Linked DNA regions of Mus musculus: all the other regions are linked to region 2. A link is a contact called in public promoter capture Hi-C data. All regions are on one chromosome and are shown on one strand. Each heading gives the region's core, a stretch centred on a gene start, on an enhancer-like site or on the middle of the called end of the contact. The rest is flanking DNA. Distances are from core to core; before and after follow the strand shown. Region 1 has its middle 53 kb from the start of Gm23056. Region 2 holds the start of Ubxn4 (UBX domain protein 4). Region 3 overlaps Tmem163 (transmembrane protein 163).

Evidence for each region. Promoter capture Hi-C pulls out the DNA fragments that hold promoters and counts their contacts.
Region 1: a promoter capture Hi-C map of neutrophils shows a contact between it and region 2, with 8 times the contacts expected there. The contact joins the enhancer-like site here to the promoter of Ubxn4 in region 2. A contact is called at or near these places in 20 of 39 promoter capture datasets (the 3T3-L1 cell line, 3T3-L1-derived adipocytes, the C10 cell line and 12 more), 4 of 484 Hi-C or Micro-C datasets (CD4 T cells, Th1 cells, natural killer cells and 1 more), 9 of 115 datasets of contacts at active chromatin or transcription factors (the 230-238 cell line, T-cell acute lymphoblastic leukemia, acute myeloid leukemia and 6 more) and 2 of 9 other capture datasets (embryonic stem cells and liver).
Region 3: a promoter capture Hi-C map of embryonic stem cells shows a contact between it and region 2, with 2.9 times the contacts expected there. The contact joins the enhancer-like site here to the promoter of Ubxn4 in region 2. A contact is called at or near these places in 11 of 39 promoter capture datasets (the 3T3-L1 cell line, 3T3-L1-derived adipocytes, the C10 cell line and 6 more), 1 of 15 datasets of contacts at CTCF or cohesin (embryonic stem cells), 1 of 484 Hi-C or Micro-C datasets (pro-B cells), 4 of 115 datasets of contacts at active chromatin or transcription factors (embryonic forebrain, extraembryonic endoderm stem cells, neural tube and 1 more) and 1 of 9 other capture datasets (embryonic stem cells).

Annotation. Positions count from the first base shown.
Region 1 is chr1:128,831,432-128,834,131 of GRCm38.p6, forward strand. No RefSeq gene overlaps it. Among named protein-coding and RNA genes, the nearest start is that of Gm23056, 53 kb to the right of the region's middle. Within about 2 kb of position 1,345, at least 115 of the 459 cell types and tissues checked have an H3K27ac peak or open chromatin away from gene starts, as enhancers often do. A contact at or near this core is called in the 230-238 cell line, the HPC-7 cell line, T-cell acute lymphoblastic leukemia and 10 more, where this site is marked.
Region 2 is chr1:128,242,721-128,245,420 of GRCm38.p6, forward strand. It overlaps Ubxn4 (UBX domain protein 4), which reads left to right and starts at 1,417. Exons shown (of 13, transcript NM_026390.3): 1 at 1,417-1,832. The coding sequence starts at 1,751. It overlaps Gm41949 (a long non-coding RNA gene), which reads left to right and starts at 1,839. Exons shown (of 2, transcript XR_878509.3): 1 at 1,839-1,922; 2 at 2,043-2,700.
Region 3 is chr1:127,506,178-127,508,877 of GRCm38.p6, forward strand. The region is part of intron 5 of Tmem163 (transmembrane protein 163); the gene reads right to left. Among named protein-coding and RNA genes, the nearest start is that of Gm41947, 28 kb to the left of the region's middle. Within about 2 kb of position 1,339, at least 13 of the 459 cell types and tissues checked have an H3K27ac peak or open chromatin away from gene starts, as enhancers often do. A contact at or near this core is called in embryonic stem cells, where this site is marked.

The DNA of each region.
Region 1 (2,700 bases), core at 95-2,594, 590 kb after region 2:
AAAGGAGTAATCAATTATAAATAGTAAAAGTATATCTAAAATGAAGGGACATGCCAGACACGGGGAAACAGAATAGACTATCAGCTTTGAATGGGTGGATGAGAGAAATGCTGACCAGGTTATTAGATTCTAGAGAGACAGTGCACTAGAAAGGCTTAGTGCAAAATGTCAAGGGCTGTGTAGGAAAGTAACTGTCAAAAAGGTGGTGGTGTGGGCCGGGGATGTGGGTTAATCAGAGTCATCACCTAGCTTGTAACTGAAATGCCGTGTTCCATCCCAGAAATTGGTTACCCGTGTGCGGTGGTGCACGCTTGCAATTTCAGCACTTGGAAGTAGAGGCAGGAGGATTTACGTGGTCAAGGTCATCCTTGAGCATCTGTTGCCAAACCTGACTCCTTGGTTGCCAGGGCTTGCTCACATGGTGAAAGGTGTGAACTAATGCATGCCAGTTGTTCTTTGACCTCCACACATGTACTGTAGCACACACATGCCCAGAACCCCATGCGCAGGAAAAATGTAAAACGCAAGAAAGATCACTGTGTGCTGCACAGTGAGCTGGAGGCCAGCCTGAGCCCCATGAGACTCTGCCTGAAGCAAAAGCACAAGTGTGGTGTGTGACTTGAGAAAAGTCAAAGAAGAAAGAGCTGGTCAGGGCCCCAGAGGGACCCTTCGTTTATTTTGATGGACCACAGCATTATACAAAAACAAAATTCAAGTTCATGGGTCTGTCTGCCTTAGCCACTCTGCTTGCAAATGAAGCTTCTGGCTATAGGAATGACCAAATCTAGCCACTCCAGGAGTGAGGACAGACTTTCTCAGTAACGTAGAGCATCAGAACTGGTTAGGCCTTTGTTGGAAGAAGGTGGGTGACGAAAGTACACACGCTAAAGAGCCGATGGGATGTGGGGTGGGAGGATGCGGGTGGGGGATGAGGGTGAGAGGGTCGGGGTGGGAAAGCCACGCCTAGGTCAGTCCTGTTAGTCCTGTGAGCCCTGACGGGCTGGTGAGAAACTTTTCTCCCCTGCAGCCTGCAGTTGAGGCGATCTGAGTCGTCATTCTGAAACAAGCAGTTAGCAAACAAACAACTGTCATAACGAAAGAGCGATGTGCGTAGAAAAGCGTTTCTCTGTTAGGGTTCCCAACAGCATGGGTCAAAGGACATTGTTCAAAGCAAAATAATTGTGTAGGATGAGAGTCTGATGTTATCCCAAGAGGACTATTTAAGCAAAGCAAAGCAAAACAAAGCAAAAGAAAACAAAACAAGCAATCCCTCTGTGCTTGGCGCTTGGCTCTTGGTTTTTGTCAAACTCAGAAGTCACGTAACCTAGAGGGAAACATGACCACAGGGCGCCCTCTGGTGTCGAGGCAAACCCACTACAGTCTGTGGTCTGAGACCCTGCTTGCTCCAGAGGGGAACATCTGATGTGGAGGGCCATCCTCTGTTGAAGTAGATCTTCTTTATGTGTTTGTGTGGGGGTGGGTTGGGGTGGAGGTTTCGGGGCTGTGGGGGGGGGGACAACACAGGCAAGCTCCGTGAAGGCTTCCACAAATGGCTCATTATTGGAATGGAAGAGTCTCACTAAATCCTAGTGGCCAACAGCTAACAAAACCAGAACTGTCTCTCCAGAGCTATCTCTCCTTTGCTGTTTGCTTCCTCGGCTTAGCTGTCATTAACCAGCAGGGGTTACTTTCTTTGAAGTTGAGCGAGTTAGACTATTGTAGAAAGAACAGTAATTGTGGCACCCCAAACCATCTGTGGGGTGTCCTCTTTGTGGCTCTGTGGGCCTCAGGAAGCACAGATGGAAAGAGGAAGAACAATTCTAACGTTCTGTTGTTCCCTCACCCCAGGAGGGATGTCTTTGCTGCTAATTGATGCACAGATGTTGCACGGCTGTTGGCATGGGTCCCTCGTGTGATAAAGAGCTGTCATCTCTTGTGGCTAGACCTGCCCTGGGCTCAGTTTCATGGCAGCACTTCATCCGACCTCAACTGTGGTGAAAATGAGGGCTGGTCCGTAGGATCAAATGACACTTCAGTGCTGCCCGGCTTTGTCTTTGTCTAAAGCTGACCGATGATGCCAGTGCCAGCTGGAGATGATCCCAATAGTTAGTCCGCAAGGTTAACTTCGCCAGTTTGTGCCCAGACATCCTTGGTTGTCCATGGGGTCCACTCTAGCTGTTCACTTGCATGTGTTGGGAGGACATAATACCTAGAGACTTTGCTAGTATCTGGGGGAGACCTACTGCAGCAGAGAACAGAGAAGGAGTGTGCTCCGTAGACTACAGTCTGAGTCTGCCATGGGAAGCGTGGTGGGCAGACTGGCGCTTAAACCATTAGAAGCTTCTCCTCTGGGGAGTCTCTCAAAATCGCTCTTTGGTGATGATGAGGAAGGCACCTGTGGTCAAGGCTGCATTGTTTGCACACAAGCTTTGAAGTCCTCTTTAGATGTTCTGAGTAGTCCCTAAGGAAGTGGAGAGGAGGGAGGTGGGGAAGGAGGGGAGGCTGGAGAGAAAATAGAACTATTTCTGAATGCTGGCTTCTCCCCACAGAAGAAACATGTCCAGACAGTTGTTGGTACCCAGAGGGAACCCATGTCTGCCTCCACCTCTCTTAAAGCAGAGTGTGTATTTTTCTCTTCACAGACAGCCTGCAGGGATCTACTACTGGTCCCAGTTTGCCCTGGGCCAGTGACTCCTGGGA
Region 2 (2,700 bases), core at 167-2,666:
GCTGTTTCCACGTCCTGCCACTAATGCTGCTTTGTATTAGTCACTTGTATCTGCCTTCGAAGCAGAAAAGGGATATCAAAGTAGTTAAATATATATATATATTTGAAGGAAGATAGGAGAAATTGGCCAATTTAAGCCAGATTAGATTATATTAAAGGCAGGTTTTTGGGAAACCGCTCTCGGTCGGCGAGTTCACTGGCCCCAAGGATCAAGGCCAAGGAAGTTGCCACCAGGGAGAGGGGAGCAGCTAGTGGAGGAAGATATATAGTAAGAGAGAAGGGGGGGGAGTGGGAATGGGCAAGGAGAGAGAGAGAGAGAGAGAGAGAGAGAGAGAGAGAGAGATCTGGACTGGGAAGTTCAAAGTTGGAGGCAGGGTATGGACTGAGGGATGCTGGGAGAACCTGGAGGCCAGGTCTGCTTTGGTGTGGAAAATATGCACCTCAGTCCCTTGTCCCCAAGTCCGAAACCAAACACTAGAAACTTGTGCAAATGTTTTTTCTTCCATTTTGATTTCGTATGCATCCATAAACCTTACATAGTTATTAATTTATTTTCTTACTGGCCTATACACAAGTTGATTCTACTCCATTTAGACTTTCTTTACTCTATCACTCAAGGAAACAACAGAAATATTTTCTTTACATGATATTCATACAAGTTAAGTACAGCCAGCCAAGATGGTACACGCTGGATGGTACAGGTAGGAGGATTGTCTTCACAGAATTAAAAATAAATAAGTTTTTTCAATAGCATAGCATAGTGGCTGAAGGTTTTACAATGTGATCCAGTTAGTAAATGCACATTATAGCCAAAAGCCAGCATTCTGCCACTTCGCTTACCCTTCAGATAAGGGGCCTATGTGGTACTGCGGGGTGGGAGGCGGGCGAGGAGGAACACTGTTGTACCTCTAGCCGGTCTTTTTCTTTTGTTTGTTTGGGGTTTTTGGTAAGTTGGTTGGTTGGTTTTTGTTTGTTTGTTTGTTTGTTTGTTATTCAGGGTCTCTGTACAAATCCTGACAGTCCGCGGAACTCACCTTGTAGACTAAGCTGTCCATCTCATACAGGCAGGCAGGCCTCTGCTTTCGGATTGCTGGGATTAAATGCGTGGTTTGCCACGCCCCTCTGAATCCCATCTTTTTCACAGGGTCAAATTAAATAAAAACCAAAGGCTTCGGGTCAAGCCCCGTAAAGCTTGTTTATTTGTGGAGCAGATTGCTTGCAGAAGTCAGAGGGTGACAGCAACTCGATACCTAGCATTTACTCTTACAGCGTTGATGTGCTCACTATGCTCACTCTCGCCATGCTTTGAGCCCACAGTTTACCTTTCCGCAAATTAACAAGCCTCGGAAGACTACAATTCCCAGGAAGCCTCACTGCAGGCGACGTCAACGTGCCGTAGCGGTTAGTCATCCTTCCTGATACTTCCTTCCACTTCCTGGAGTCGGAACCCGAGGCTTCGCGGGGGCGCGCACTTACGGACTTACCTAGCCGACCAGGCACCGGGGCGCGCGACCCCTGACGAGGAGTGTCGTCGTCACGTGACACAGGGGCGTACTTTTCTTGCCAAGCGCGCTCCGGTGCGCGTCCCCAGGGGGTGGCTGTCGGGCGTACGGGCTGGCTGGGTCCTCAGACCGGGGCCCGGATTAGCCGGTGGTTGCCGGGGCCACGAGGCCAAAGAACCAGGAGGGCGGGGTCGGCTGTGGCACCGCGGCGACGACACACCGAGCGAGCGCCTGGGCCTGAAGGGGACGATGCTGTGGTTCCAGGGCGCCATCCCGGCGGCCATCGCGTCTGCTAAGAGGAGCGGCGCGGTCTTCGTGGTGTTCGTGGCAGGTGACTGGGGAGAGGGCCCGAGAACGGTGGCGCTTTGATCTTGTTCTGGATTCTCGTTAGCGTCGAGTGAGCTAGGCAGGAGGAGCTAAGGTGGGCCGGGCTCAGACAGCCTAAGACCCTGTCGCCCAGTCCACTCGGTCTCTTCGGGGCCGCTCGTCTCCTGTCCGGGCCAGTACAGCTTTTTTTTTTTTTTTTTTTTTTTTTTATAAGGCTCCAGGCTTGCTCCGCTGCGGGGCCGACCCAGACGCCAAGCCTCTCCAGGCCGCGGGCGGGCCCAGTGCCACTTGGTGCTTCTGGGGTCTGTTGGGGACTCCGGCGTGACCTGTCTGCATCTGTGTGGGAAGCGCGTCCAGGCCCTGTCCCCAATCACTGAACCCTGCGAGGAGTCGCGCCCTGCAGGCCTTGGCAATCGGGTTGTCGCAGGCAGACCCCCCCCCCCAAGACCCCCAGCCCTGGTGTTCCCCTTCTTGGTCCTCTGGGATCTCCTCTTCTGGCAGCTTGGACCTTTTAATTCTTGGTGTGCGGGTGTGGTTGGGACAGGCCACTAGGCAGACAACTGGGTCTAGAAAGTTGTGAGCTGTCAAGAAAGCTGTGTCATCGGTAAGCCACAAAGAAACCACCTGATGTCTTAGAATGTTCCCGAAACATAAACTTGAGCTCACAGATGGTACTCTTTTATCATAGTACTCAGAGGGAACTGAGGTGCAATAATTACTTTATTACAAGTTGACCTTTTTTTTTTTTAACTTTTAACATAGTTTTTAAAGTACATACTCAGTCCTGATTCTTCCTCTCTTCTAACCTAAAATGTAGTTTTCCAGACATGTGCCAACTCATTTACCCCATATTGCTCTAAATCAGTTGGTTC
Region 3 (2,700 bases), core at 89-2,588, 740 kb before region 2:
AGTCACAGGACTAAGAGGGTCATGACTAGTAATATCCTGCCTCCCAAGTGTACCTAGTGACTAAGGTTTTCAAGCATTATTACTCTATTTTATTTTATTTTATTTTATTTTATTTTATTTTACTTTATTTTTCTGAGACAGGGTTCATGCAGACCAGGCTAGCCTCAAACTCACTATAAAACAAGGGATGCCCCTGAACTCTAATCTTTTGGCTTCCATCTCTGGGATTGTCAGTAGGTGCCATCCTGTATGTTTTTTTATTGAGGTATAATTAATGTACATTTAATACAAAGATTACAAGGCTCGAAAGCTGGCTTAGTGGGTAGTTGGCGCTTGCTGCCAAGCCGAACCCTCTCCGAACTCAGTCCCAGCCCCATGAGAAAAGGAAAGGTCTGACTCCTGTAAGCTATCCTCTGATCTCCACACTCTCACAGTGGCGTGCACGCCCCTACACTAAAAATATTAAGCTATAATAAAACATTTGAACATAGATATTAGAGATTGACTCTTATTGTGACAGTAGTAAAACATAAATAAACCAACCAAAAAAAACCCAGAAAGTTCTCTCCCCCAGACACCCAGCAAGCTCCCTCATACCCTCACTTAACCCCACACAGTTGCTTTATGACTTCACGCACATATATTAATCCCTCCTGTCCTTGGATTTTATACAGTTGGCCACACAGTATGCGTGTTTCCATCAGAATTCTTTTATCATGTTCTGAGGCTCATACATGTTGCTGCAAGCTTCAGCCCCTTCTCCTGCGTGGTCTGATGTTTATTCTACTGGTCTCAGCACCTTCCAAAAAAAAGTTGGGGTTTTGGTTTTGGTTTTGGTTTTGGTTTTTTATAATTACATCTATGCTGCTTGTGCTTAAAGCACTTTTTCCCCATTTAGGTTCCCAGTGGAGAAATTGTTACTTCATGGAGCTAACAAATAGAAGGGCAGCCAAGAGGGCCTGTATTGGGATTCTCTAGAGAAGGGTAATGAGCGAGGGCACGCGCACGCACGCGCAGTTGATTAATCAAATTGCCGGCAGCCAGTCCAAGGGTGACCATCTGCACCTTTGTAAAGCTGAGAACCCAGTAGCTGAGCAGTCCATGAGGCCAGGTGACTCAGCAGTCCCTGTCTGGTGCTAAAGAAGCCCTGGAGGACTCCTGAAGAGCTGCGGGGCTTCAGCCTACAGTGGAAAGCTGAAGAAACTGGGTTCTGATGGTGGGGAAGGACGGTGGCAGGAGATTCATTTAACAGTAACAAGTGAAGGCCACCTGGGAGGCGGCACCACCCATTCTGAGACAGGGTCCTTTGTCTCAGTTAACCCTTCCTGGAAATTCCCTCACAGACCCACCCAAAGGTCAATTCCAGCTACAAGCCATCTGGCAATCAAGATTTAACCTCACAAGGTCTAATGCTGTCCCCTTATTTAGGAGACCAGGAGGTAAAGTCAGAGAGAAAAGAGCAAAGGTGGAGGCTTAGCTGTGCTTCCTCCATTGGGAGCTACAACAGACTCTTAGAAAGCTAGTCCAATCACAGAGTGAGATCTTGGCCATCAGGATATGTCCATGAAAATGTGCCTCTTCCAACTTGCTGGCTAATATGGAACATCACCCTCTCTCAGCATCCCACTCCCCCAAGATCCCTCCCATCAACACACAGGGTAAGGACATCTGATTGCATCTTCTCCATGACTTTCATCCATTCATATACTTCCATACATAGTAAAACATGGCCAACCTTTTGACATTGTAACACCATCTGTCATCTACAAAGTCCAAGCTGGAAAAAACACACAACGGAGTTAAAAAGGGAGGGAGGGAGGGAGGGAGAAAGGGAGGAAGGGAGAGAGAGAGAGAGAGAGAGAGAGAGGTGGGAGAGAGAGAGAGAGAGAGAGAGAGAGAGGAAAAATCTCATAATGTTTTAAGTGAGTAGAGTTTTATGTGGCCGCATTCATAGCTATCCTGTGGCACAGGCATGAGTTGCCAGGCACGCCAAGCAGCTGTTTCTAGCATCACCTTGCTGAGTCTCTCTGCAGTCCCAGGCACCACTCCTGTTTTCCCCAGACAGCTGCATCTCTGAGCCTTTGTATTCATGCCGCTGCTCACAGGAAAACCTTGTGTCAAAATGAAATTATTTCAATAGTGTGTGCCAGTTGTCACCTCCCATGCGGGGCTTATTCTTTATAGGAGGTGACAGTAACAGTTGCAACACTGGGACACGATGAACTATAGCTACTAACATCAGATGGAGGCCGGATCTGCCACCCTTCCCCTGTTGACCCCCGCTTTCCTGTTCATAGGATGTGAGATGGTGAGAGGGGACTCTGGAGGCTCGCTTGCTTATGCCTGCAAAAAGGCGTCCTTTGCCTTCCTAATGAGGACAGATTTCAAACCGTTCCGACACTGCATGTGTCAGAGTGCCACCAGGGCGATGCTGGTGCCGGCTGAATAATGCATGAGAATCGATTTATGGCCCCAGGTGAAATTAAAACAGTCATTCTCATCTTCAGAACTTTTCGTCACCACCCTCCCCCGCCCCCTCAGATGTGTGGAAATCACACTAAGCACAAGCCTCATCCCTCCCCCACCCCCAGTGATTAAATTATATATTGACAAATTACTCTGTGCTCCCATTCGAAGGCCTGGAATTTTGTAAGTTAGCATCAGACCATGTGGAAGTCAGGATGTTGAACACTGATGCCT